Linked DNA regions of Pan troglodytes: region 1 is linked to region 2. The links are chromatin contacts, called in public Hi-C maps. All regions are on one chromosome and are shown on one strand. The core of a region is the stretch at or near the end of the contact, and the rest is flanking DNA. Distances in the headings are between cores, read along the strand shown. Region 1 holds the start of MACF1 (microtubule actin crosslinking factor 1). Region 2 overlaps MACF1 (microtubule actin crosslinking factor 1).

The links. A called contact is a pair of places that touch in the nucleus more often than the background predicts.
Region 1: a contact with region 2 is called in a Hi-C map of stem cell-derived neural progenitor cells, with 7 times the contacts expected there. The contact joins the promoter of MACF1 here to the enhancer-like site in region 2. A contact is called at or near these places in 5 of 7 Hi-C or Micro-C datasets (blood, induced pluripotent stem cells, a lymphoblastoid cell line and 1 more) and 1 of 1 datasets of contacts at active chromatin or transcription factors (stem cell-derived excitatory neurons).

What each region holds. Positions count from the first base shown.
Region 1 is chr1:191,865,674-191,871,583 of NHGRI_mPanTro3-v2.0_pri, reverse strand. MACF1 (microtubule actin crosslinking factor 1) reads left to right here and starts at 4,033. Exons shown (of 101, transcript XM_063782390.1): 1 at 4,033-4,198.
Region 2 is chr1:191,778,348-191,784,825 of NHGRI_mPanTro3-v2.0_pri, reverse strand. The region is part of intron 1 of MACF1 (microtubule actin crosslinking factor 1); the gene reads left to right. Among named protein-coding and RNA genes, the nearest start is that of MACF1, 86 kb to the left of the region's middle. Within about 2 kb of position 2,970, at least 8 of the 24 cell types and tissues checked have an H3K27ac peak or open chromatin away from gene starts, as enhancers often do. A contact at or near this core is called in stem cell-derived neural progenitor cells, where this site is marked.

The sequences.
Region 1 (5,910 bases), core at 2,784-5,283, 86 kb before region 2:
AGGAGATGGAGACCATCCTGGCTAACACAGTGAAACCCCGTCTCTACTAAAAATACAAAAAATTAGCCGGGCGAGGTGGCGGGCGCCTGTAGTCCCAGCTACTCGGGAGGCTGAGGCAGGAGAATGGCGTGAACCCCGGGGGGCGGAGCCTGCAGTAAGCCGAGATCGCGCCACTGCACTCCAGCCTGGGCGACAGCGAGACTCCGTCAAAAAAAAAGAAGAAAAAGAAAGAGAGAGAGAGAGAAAGAGAGAGAAAGAAAAGAAAAGAAAGACGAAATAGTTAATGAGTGCCCTATATGTGCCAGATCATTTGCTAGGTGCTAAGGATCCTGTGGTGAATTAGACGACAAACAGCCCCAGCCCTCAGGGAGCTTACGATTTAGTAAGGATGAGAGACACTGTACCATAACTTCAAGTGTGATGAGTATTACCAAAGGGTAGAGGAGGACCTATTAATTGGAGGAGGGGGGGGTCAAGGAAGGCTTTCCCCTGGGGAGTTTCAGCAGAAGCATGGGTAGGAGTGAGCCAGGCCAAAGGAGAGTGATGAAGGGTTATAATCTGGGAGGAAAGTCGGTTGGATGGCCCTGAGGCGAGATAACACATTAGAGGCGCTGAAAGAATTAGAAAGTGGCAGGGCTTTAGGGATAGGGGTATTTGATGAGGCTTTAATTGGGAGGACACCAAGGATAAAGGGCATTAATTTCCTTGTATTACTCTTCTCTTCCACTAGATGCCCTTCCGAGTACATCCTTCTGCTTCCCCCATTGCAGCCTTCTTAGAAATGTAGCAGCAGTCTCACCCATCAGGAGCAAAAGAAAATCAAAGACCAAAAGGAGAAAGGCTCAGAGCTTTTGCGACTGTGTGGTCTGGCTATAAATTTAGACTGTTGCTTGAAAGAAGCGAAAAACCTCCCCTTCATAGACTTCCTTCTTCCCATCCCCCCTGGCAGCCACTTTGTTCCTCTAGCCTTGTCAAATTTTCTCTGTATAAAACAGGAACATCAGCCAAACATGTGGACTTCCCCACTTTCCATTCATTAGAAGAATGCATTATTTCAAAATCTCCTGGGAGCATTTAAATGCAAATTTTGTCAAGAAAGCAATTTGAGTCTTAGAGAAGCCCTCTAGCCACAACCCAAAGCAGAAGTTTCTTCTTTGATTTGTGTGTTTCTTAAAAGGAATCTCAACCCCTTGCCTTCTCCCCGCAACCCCCCCAGGTCTTCTCTGATTCTCACAGCGGACTCTTCCCCTTTTTGCCCCTGTTCTTTCTTCACCTTTGGCAAGCATCAGTCACACATCTTGAGGAACCTGCTCACAAAGTGGCGCGTGTAGCAGCCCCAGGAGGGAATGGAGGGACTTTTCTATGTAGTGTAATGGACATAAGGAGGCAGATGTCTGTGTGGGGGCGAAATGTCTGTGTGGAGGTGTTTGTATGCGTGATTTCTGTCTGGGCCTTCTTAGGCCTGCTGGTATAAAATAATATGGGAAATGCAGATGACTCAGCACTGACACAGTCAAGATCCCCAGAGTTAGCATTTCTATATTCTCTGCTGTTTACGAAAAATGTGCTTGTGCCATCAATCAGCAACTCATCCTGCATTTTCCGCTAAAAGCCTTTTACTGAAAAATGCATATACTTCAAACTTATTCCCCTTCTTTTTGTAAACTGAGCTCATTAGCAGCTGACACCAAACTGAGAACTAGTTTTGTTTGTTTGTTTGTTTTAGCACGGAGGATTAAACTGGAAGGAAATGAGCATTTGTCTAAGGATCCTCCCTGTCCTCTTTCAGGCCCTTCCCTGCATGATCTTCATGCCCACAACTTGGGCAGGCCAGCAAAACTTGATGGGAAAAGATATGATTAATGACTTGCTCACCTGATTTCTGATCAGGGTGTGGTGTGGAAACAACCAGCATGCACCTATTAGCGAAAAGCGTCATTTGTTTTACTTGTTACCAATGTGCTGAGCATTGACCAAAATACTTGGCAGTACTCACAAGGTACAAAGACACCTTCCCTAGCCTGGGGTTAAGAAGTTTCTCCTTCAAACTCTTGAGAATGGGAACTGGAATGGAAGCCCAAGTCCCAATTTTGGTTGCTCAGTGTTGCATGAATTTTTTTTACTTGCTAATGTGCCCTTATTGTGAGATCAGCCAGTGTAACTTCTTACCCACAACCACCTCTCCAGACCTCCTGAAAAATCAAGCTAACAGGGGAGGATAACTGCTGAATGGGGGGTGGCGGGCACAACGTGTCACCTACATTGACCAGAGTTCTTCATTCACTGCTCATGGCTCCAGCGCACTCCATGAATATTGGGATTGAATGATACACAACCGAATGTTGGATCAAATGATGTTGGGAGCTCTGTCCTCAAAATGGCCCCTAATAAATCCCTACCCATATTTTCCAGTTTCCTTTCTTTACTCTTTCCTTTCCCCTGATGACAAAGAATAATTGGCTTCCCCTTTTCTTCCCTGACCAGCTATGCTCCAGAGTCCTTTCTTTGTTCCCTAACAGTCCTGGTTCCGTCTCAGGTTCCCACATTTCTCCCTTTTGATCTCTGTCTCTCTGTTCAGATGGCTGTCACAGTTTAATAATTCTAGAGGGTCTATCCCCTACAGATTTATGTCTCCCTGTCTCTCCTCTTATTCACCCCATGGTGCATTCAGAATCCCGTTTTCGTGCCTCCCTAGGTTGTCATTTCTCAGGCTCTGGCTCCTTGGCCTGGTTTACTTCATGGTGCTGGATCTGCCCCGTCACTTCTCGTTCAGCTTCTTCTGTTTCTGGAAAACCCTTTGTTCCCGGGCTTCTTTGTGGGCTCAGTGTCCTCCGGCCCCACACTGCAGCCCTGTCTGGATCTTGCCCTTGTCCTCGTTCTGACCGCGTCTAGCCCTGGGATCTGAGGCATCGTGGTCTTTTGCCCTCTGCTTTCCCTTCAGTTTCTCCAGGTCCTTCTCCAGCAGCCGCACAGGCCCCGCTGGGTTTCTCTCCAGCCAGGGAGAAACCCTCCTTTGTCCCGCTCCCGGCGGCGTAGGTCAGCGCTGACTGGGGCTCCCGCTCGCCCTGTGGAGCCGGCCCGGGTCTCCCTGCCGTTCGGCCGGCCCAGCCTTTCATCCTGACGCGCGGGGCCTCCCACCCAGCGGGACTCCCGCGTGGGCCGGCCTCTCGCGCCCCTCGGCTCGGGCCCCAGTCCGGGCCGGGCGGGGGTCGGCAGCCCCTGGGGGACCCGTGTGGGCAGCCCGGGCCCAGCCGGCCGCAGCCTGGGGCCGAGGACTCGCCGGGCCCCGGAGGCGGCGGGGAGAGGGGGCGGGGAACGGGCCGGGCCTGGCGCTCCTGACAGGAGGAGCCGCTGCCGCCGCCCGTCGCCGCGGCCGCGCCGGGGCGGGCTGAGGGAGGAGCGGAGCCGAGGGGTGAGGAGGCGGAAACGCGAGCCGGGACCGGCGGAGCGCGAGCGGGCCGGGTGCGAGCGGACTGAGGAGCGGAGCGCGACTGCCGGGCCGGGCGAGGCGGGCGGACGGCGGAGAGCGAGGGCGCCGTCGCCGTCTCTGAGACGCACAAAGGGCCGAGGCTGGGGCCGCCGCCGCCGCCGCCTCAGCGCACGGGCCTGGAACCGGCAGCCCCCGGGGCTCGGCGAGAAGGCGGTGCGGGCGGCCATGGCCGGCTACGTGCCGGGTCAGCAGCCGGCCAACCGCAGCCAGGAGAAGGAGTTCGTGCAGGCGTACGAGGATGTGCTGGAGCGCTACAAAGGTAGGGCCGGGGACTGGCCGGCGCTGAGGCCCGCGGGCCGGCCGGCTCGGCCGCTGCAGGTGGGGCGGCCGGGCGGGGTCGCACCCACCGCGCGGGGCTTGGCCCTGAGCTGCTGCTTCTCGGGGCCAGTTTATTTACAGAGTTGAGATAAGCCTTCGGAACCCGCTCCCGGGGCAGTCGGCGCGCTCAGAGCGCCAGTTACATGATTTGCCCTATTATCCGGCCCCAGCTGGAAGGAGGCGAGACAAGGCGCTGGCCTGGAGACCGGCCGCCGTGGGGAGTTGCTGGGGAGGAGGAGGAGGAGGAGTTGGGCGCGGGAGAAACCACCCGCTCTGCTCTGGGTGCGAGCTTCCTCCCAGAGGGGCTCGGACCTCTGTGTGCCCGCGGAGAGTCCCTCCCTCGCCCCCTTTTGTCTCCTTGAGTCTCGGATGAGTCGCGTGGAAGCCGAGGTTGGAAAGCACCTTGGTGTCTTCGGGGTGGGGTGGGCAGCGGTGTGGGTGAGTGTGCAGTTTTTGGTGGCGAGACCTTACCCCCTCCATCTCCCCGGGGGTCTGGGCCTGCTGGAGGTGGGGGTCTGGGCCTGCTGGAGGTAGGGATCTGTTTTTTTCCTCCCACATAAAGATTTGCCTTGGAGCTCGGATTTCAGCCCTGAAGGCTCTCTTGCGAGACACTTCTGCAAGTTAATGCCTAATCTGCGCCTTGGGTGTATGGGGAGAAAGTTTTGACAGACAAGAGGGCCTGTGGACTGCATTTCCCTAACTGCTGTAGGTGCCCCTGAATGGAAGCCAGGGATGCGTGGCCTTGGGAGGCCCTTGCCTTGATCTTTAACATCCGGTTCTGGGAGTTTGCTTTGGCTGGCAGTTATGCTTTCCACAGACGGGGAGATTTTCCCAGAAACGACACAGGCAGCACTTTTCCCCATTTTATTTAGCTCGGGCCCTTGTGACTAGGCCCTTAGTTTCTTTTTATCTGAAGGAGAGGAAACTTCAGCCCCTATGACTGAGTCCAGCATACTTGTTTACAGCACCTATCCAGTGAAGGGAAACTAATGAAGAAGCTGTAAAACGCCCCCCCCCCCTTTTTTTTTTTTCTTGTGGCATTGGAACTCTGCTTGGGAATGCAGCAGGAAAAAAGTAGAGATGAAATGCGAAAAAGGACCTACTAGGGTTTTTGCTTGTTCCCTCTGCATCAGCTCCTGTAAACTGTCCAGCTTTTCCTGCCTGCAGCAAGTTTTCTGTCAACCCCCTGTGGTCTTTCTTTTTAAGAAATGTGGTTCATTTCAGAGCACAAAGAGGTTAGATTGTGCTGCTGAACTTCATTGAAAAAATGCTGCTCAGTGAATGGTTGCATTAAGTTTCCTTTGCAGGCTTTTGAGTAACACTGCTCTCTTCAGAGAGAGGAGATACATTAGGACTGTCCCGGGCTGTGACAGCTTCAAACCAGCAGAATTAAGACCCAAAGCAGGTGAAGAAATCTCAGCACCTCACTGGATGGTAGTACTGGTGACCTCCAGCGGAAAGGAAGTTGGACTCCTAGCAAATGAGGCTGGGAAAGAAGGGGGCAGTAGGGCTTGTTCCAGGAGAGACCTCTTTTGTTCAGTTTTTTTTTTTTTAGCTGTCTCACTCAGTTTGGCTTTCCTCTGAAGGGCCTTGATCAGGTGTATAGGAACTTAATCCTTCCCAGACACAGGTCTCTTTCTTGAGGGGAGGAATGAGTTAAAAATGGTTGCCCAAAGTAAATTACCTCGAGTTGTATAAGGTGGTCGTGCAGTCTGCTCTTCTGATCGGTGCAGAACAATCTCTCTTCCCCCCACTGCACCGTTCTCACTGGGAAGTCAGAGTGGCTTAGCATCTGGGCCTTTGTTACTTTGCTTATGGAATTCCTGCATTTTCCAGACTTAGAAATCCCCGTACTACCTTAATAGGAGAACAGTTTGTCTAAGCAGAGGAGTGAGCTGGAATCTGTAGAGTGACCAGGGGAAGGAGTTTGTGAGGATCATGCCACGTATTGGTTTTGGAAAGAGATGGGAAAATAGATATTGATGATGGTGGGGTGTTCTAGACCCTTATTGGCTGGTCACCACATTACTTGGATCTCTCTCTGCTGCTATTAATTTGTAGTCACCTCATTATACAGGCTGAAGCAGGATTTTTATATGCAG
Region 2 (6,478 bases), core at 1,721-4,220:
GTTTATCCACACTCCAGTGTATCAAACTTTTGTTGCTATTTCTTATTCTTATTTTCTGTGGGCTTGTGCCATTTTAATTCTCTTACTGTCACTTTTCTGAGGTTTCTGAAAGGGAGCTAAATGTGCTTATTAAATTTGTAATGGATACCCTAAAGTTGGCAGAAGTTAATCTTCCCAATTTAGTTACCTCTCTCTGAGCCTCCCCAACCCCAACCCAAATACACAAACCCTGTGGTTCGTTCTAGTGTCACTTGTACTTTCTGTTTTTCATTCTCTTCCTCATGCTATCTCTCCTCCTGGAGTGTTTACTCTTCTTATTTCAGACTGTTGAAATCCTATACATTCTTCTAGTCCCAGGTTATATTTCTTATCTATGGAAGCCTTTTTTTTTGACTTCCCCAACAGGAAATGACCATTTCATTGACTGAATTTCTGAAGTTCCATTCACTGAGTTCTTATAGTCTTGCCCTCCTGACATAGCCTGTACTGCTTTATGTTAAGACTATCTGTATACATATTTCTCCAGTTAGATTGTAAGCTCTTAAAGGATAGTAGCGTAAGACTGGCTTTGTAATTTTTTTGTTATTGATAACAATCAACATAGTACCTAGGCAACTAAATATTTCACAGAACCACAGAATTTTAGAGCTGGAAAAGAATTTAGAGATCTAGAATGTGAACTCATTTTATGAATGAGTAAACAGATCCAGTGTAGTTAAACGATCCTGAAGTCATTTAATAAGCCAAGAACAGAACTGGACCTATAATCGTCTCTAGTTCTGTAATGTCTAAATGCATTGATAAAATCTGATATGTGCTTATTTAGATATTCTGGTTTATCAAAGGTTAACCAGAGAGTGCTTTTTGTTTCATTCTTGTTGAAAATTTTTGTCAATATCTTTTTGGTTTTAGTAATTAGGTATGCCATAGGTAATTTCTTTTCTTTTCTCCCTCCTTCGCTGCCTCTCTCTCTTCTTTCTTTCTTTTTTCCTCCCCTCCCCGCCCCTCTCCTCTCTCTTCCTTTCTCTTTTCTTGTCTTTTCTTTCTTTCTTTCTCTTCTTTTCTGTGTGTGTGTGTGTGTTTGTTTTTGTTTTTGTTTTTTTTTTTGACGGAATCTTGCTTTGTCACCCAGGTTGAAGTGTAGTGGCGTGAGTAGCTGGGACTACAGATGTGCATCCCCACACCCAGCTAACTTATTGTATTTTTTCATAACAACAGGGTTTTGCCATGTTGCCCAGGGTGGTCTCGAACTCCTGGGCTCAAGAAATCTGCCCTCTCGGCCTCCCAAAGTACTGTGATTACAGACGTGAGCCACCGCCTTGTGCTGTCTCTCTTTTTCTCTTTCTCTCTCTTTTTGATAAAAATCAGGATCTTGAGTATTCTGGATTTTGTCAAAAACTGAGCTGGAGGTGGTGCAGTGGCCTGTAATTCCAGCACTTTGGGAGGCCGAGGCAGGTGGATCACTTGAGGCCAGGAGTTTGAGACTGGGTTGGCCAACATGGCGAAACCCCGTCTCTACTAAAAATACAAAAATTAGCCAGGCGTGGTGGTGTGCCTGTAATCCCAGCTACTTGGGAGGCTGAGGCACGAGAATCGCTTGAACCTGGGAGGTGGAGTTTGCAGTGAGCTGAGATCGCACCACTGCACTCCAGCCTGAGTGACAGAGTGAGACTGTGTCTCAAAAACAAACAAACAAAAAAACCCCAAAACAACAACAATGAAAACTAAGCTGGATAATAGTTTTCTTCCCAGGCATATATGAGCATCAGAGACCCAAGGATTATAGGTAGGGAAAAAATGTAGGCAACTGTATTGACGGTGCTCTGATTTTTAAGAAAATTTTAAAAATTCACTGGATATGATGTATTTGGGGTGATTCTTTCTTTCTTTCTTTCTTTTTTTTTAAACCTAGCAGTGAAGTACAGGCCCAGTTGGGTCCTACTTAAAGTTTTCCTGTTTGACAATTTATCAGGAATTATTATTGCTTAAGATAGCTTTGAAGTAAATTGTCTGTGTCAAAGACCTTCCTCCACTTCTCTCACTTACCTAGCACTTGGCAGCTGTTTCCAAAATGTTTGCACTAACTCCATAGATTCATGTCTGAAGGATTAGATACTCCAGGAACATCTATTGGGAGAAAGTTTAACTACAACTGTTGTCCATTTTTCGATTAATGTGCCAGTCACTAATCAAAAAAACAGATGCTGTCGTTTTCCTCATCCACTACTTGGGACACCTAAGGATGGATGGACAGATACTTAAGAGGCTGCCTCCTTCTTCTGAGATTGGGCTTTTCATCAGGGCTGTGCCACAGGGTGTGATGCTGTGTGATAGCAGATGGCTCTGCTTCATGCCCATTACTTTTTGTTTTATCCAAAGTAGAAGCTGTGGTCCCCAGATTTTAGAGAGTAAGGGCTTATCATACTCATTGGCTTTTCTGCCTTTGCCTGTTTCTGCATTGCCACCTGGCTGCCATTAGAGGGAATTCATTACAACTCTGAGTCCCTGCAGGGAGCTGAGAGGAGCTATCCTTGTGTTTAGGATGGGACGTGTGTTCTTAAAACTGGGCCAGGCACGGTGGCTCCCAGCACTTTGGGAGGCCGAAGCAGGTGGATCACTTGAGGCCAGGAGTTCGAGACCAGCCTGGCCAACATGGTGAAACTCCGTTTCTATTAAACATACAAAAATTAGCTGGGTGTGGTGGTGTATGCCTGTAATCCGAGCTACTCAGGAGACTGAGGCACAAGAATTGCTTGAACCTGGGAAGTGGAGATTGCAGTGAGCCGATATCTCACCACTGCACTACAGCCTGGGCGACACAGCAAGACTCTGTCTCAAAAAAAGAAAAAAGCAAAAAACTTAAAAATGGTTACCCAGATTTCCTTTTATGACTTGTTCAGTCAGAGGCAGCTGGGAGGATGCACGCTGGGGAAAGCATTACTCACCAGGCACACATAGTGGCCCTGACTGCTGGCAAATAGTCTGGGCTGTGTTAAGAGTGAGTCACCTCGGGGAATGGAAAAATTGCAAGGTACTGAGGGGTAGGAGTTGTGTGCCAGTGACTGCTCCTTTTCTGTCTGCTATTTTCTCTATAAGGACTCATCACAAAACCATAAATACTGACGATCCTGTTGAGGCAGCCGTGAAGCCAACCAACTTTATGGTGATAATGTTTCCCATAAAAGGAATGAGCTGACTGGACATAGCATTGTTGCCTTCTATGTTACAGGTGTATATAGATTTTGACACAAGCTTGAACTTGTATAATGAAAGTTCCATGTGTGAGAATTTCATTAGAATAAAAGCAACACAGGTTTTCTTTGTTGTTTAAAAACTCAGTCTTCTGTGTCTATCTATCTTTGTCCAGTAGGGGTCACTGAGGGTTAGGCTCTCAATAAGAGAAACACTAATCTAGTGATAAATGAGCTGGATTCCTTGTCTATTGTGACATCTTTGTATATTCAGTACTATGTTTTTTAAAATATTAGAGCAGAAACAAAAGGCGTGAACTTGTATTAAGAACTTTATGGGCGAAGCGCAGTGGCTCACGCCTGTAACCCGAGGCGGGTGGATATAACCTGAGGTCAGGAGTTCAAGACCAACCTGGCCAACATGGTGAAACCCCGTCTCTACCAAAAATACAAAAAAATTAGACGGGCATGGTGGCGCATGCCTGTAATCCCAGCTACTTGGGAGGCTGAGGCAGGAGAATTGCTTAAACCCGGGAGGCAGAGGTTGCAGTGAACCGAGATTGTGCCATTGCACTACAGTCTGGGCAACAAGAGTGAAATTCCATCTCAAAAATTAAAAAAAAAAGAATATTTCTGGACAAAAATAACAATCCTCGGCAAGATTCTGGAATAGTCCCCATAGACAGGGCTTCTTTTCTTCGTATCATTTTTTTCTCCATTTCTTTAAGATGTTGGCTACCAGAGTTTCTTGGAAAAAGCTTACTAGATAGATATTATTTCATTGGGGAAAAGGGTCAAAATTCCAGAGAGAGAGATTACTTAAAATGGTAATATGGCTGTTGAGGTTGACTAGATATTCTTGTCCTTTCCCTTTTTGAAGCAATGCTGTCGAAGCCTAATTTGATTTAGTCATTGAGCTGTTCAATACCACACATTACTTTCACTTACCTTCTTGCATTTGCCACTGAGGATGACTTGATGCCCTGCTAGGAGGTCTCTTGTGTGGTAATCATAATAACAAGAGTTGGCATTAATGAGTCAATGTTTAATGCTTTTTAAATAGTTAATGCTTACTGTGTGCCAAATATATTATGCATTTTCTCACTTAATCCTCACTGTAATACTGTGAAGAGGTAATTTTATTATCCCTTTTTGACATGAGATAACTATGGATTAAAGAGATTAAGTAATTGGTTCAAAGATACACAACTAGAGATTGTGAAATCAGAATTTGAATATAGGTTTGGCTCACAAATTATATTTACAGCCCTGGTAAGAGAGAGAGGGAGAGAGAGAGAGAGAGGCAGGCACTTGGGTTTAAGAGTGAGTTTTCTTTTTTCTTTTTTTCTTTTTTTGAGACAGAGTTTCGCTGTTGTTGCCCAGGCTGGGGTGCAGTGGCATGATCTCAGCTCACTGCAACCTCCACTTCCTGGGTTCAGGCAATTCTCTTGCCTCAGCCTCCCAAGTAGCTGGGATTACAGGCACTCCTGGGTAATTTTGTATTTTTAATAGAGATGGGGTTTCACCATATTGGTCAGGCTGGTCTCGAACTCCTGACCTCAGGTGATCCAACCACCTCGTCCTCCCAAAGTGCTGGGATTACAGGCATGCGCCACCACACCTGGCCAAGAGTGAGTTTTCTAAGTGCTGTACCAGAGCATCTCTCACTTTATTTTCTGCCCCTCCTCTTTAGTGTTACTTTCCCTTTTCTTTCTTAAGGGTAAGACCTTCAGTTGCTGAGCTTGATAGGAAGGCCATCTAGAGTTAGATCCTGGGCAGAATCCATATCTGGAGGGATTTCCAGAAGTGGAATTTCTTTTCTTTTCTTTCTTTTGTGATAGAGTCTTGTTCTGTTTCCCAAGCTGGAGTGCAGTGGCGCGATCTCAGCTCACTGCAGCCTCCACCTCCCGGGCTCGAGGGATTCTTCTGACTCAGCCTCCCAGGTAGCTGAGACTACAGGCACATGCCACCATGCCCGGCTAATTTTTGTAATTTTAGTAGAGACGGGTGGCCAGGCTGGTCTTGAACTCCTGACCTTAGGTGATCCACCCTGCCTCAGCCTCTTAATGTGCTGGGATTACAGGCGTGAGCCACCATGCCCAACCAAAAGTGGAATTTCTTTCTCCCTGCCTTCCCCTCCTCTCCCCTCCCCTCCTCTCCCCTCCCCTCCCCTCCCCTCCCCTCCCCTCCCCTCCCTTCCCTTCCCTTCTCTATTGTCTTGCTCTGCTGTCTAGGCTGGAGTGCAGTGGTGTGATCATAGCTCACTGTGGCCTGAAACTCCTGGGCTGGAGTGATTCTCCTGCCTCAGCCTCCCAAGTAGCTAGAACTACAGGTGTGTAACCACTGGGCCTGGCTAAGTGTTATTATTTTTTGGAGAGATGGGGTCTTGCTATGTTGCCCAGGGTGGTCTTGAACTCCTGTCCTCAGGCAGTCCTCCTGCCTCAGCTTCTCAAAGCACTGGGATTACAGGGGTGAGCCACTGCTCCCAGCCAAGCAGTTTAATTTCTGATTTAATAAACTATCTTCCTTCCAGCTCCAAGGAAAAGCAAAACTTATACTTGTGTTCTTGGAGACACTTTTTTCTTTTAAATTCCCAGGTAGATTTGGAAGTTCACTGTTAAAGGTGATTCGACACCCTTGTTAGTGTATGTTACCTACTAGGCCTCTCTAGAAGAGCATTTTGAGTTATTTCTGCCATAAGATGAATGGTTTTCCAGGCACTTGTTCTCGGTTGTATGTTTTTGTGGTCAAAAAAGATGCATTACCAGAAGAAATGTTTATATTTTGGGAGTATTCATAATTTACTGGGCCCAGCTTTGCCCTTTCTAGTGTGCACCCGCCCCCATTCTTGCTCTTAAGCAGTTCTCAGATCTTCTCATTCATTTATTAATTTGCTCATTCCACAAATAGTTATTTAGTGACTAAGATTTTATAAAGGAGAGCAGACATTTATCTAGCTTCAAAAACAGTCTAGTGAGGGAGTAACAATATGTGCTCAGCTGTATTATAAAGCACAAAGTGCTAAACTTTATGAGAGAAACAGATAAAGTATAATAAAAGCTCAAGGGAGGGAGAAGTTTACTTCTCACTGGGATGGAGGGAGGAACTGGAGATAATTCTGTGGAAGTACTGGCTTTAAGCTGGTCTATAGAAATAGGAGTTTAATATCTGGAGATGGGAAGGAAAAACATGCCAGGATAATGAGGGAAATATTGTTAAGCCAGAGAGTTTTGGATTTAATTTACTGATAGGGAGAAATGTAAAGTTTTACAGTGAAGTTATAAATA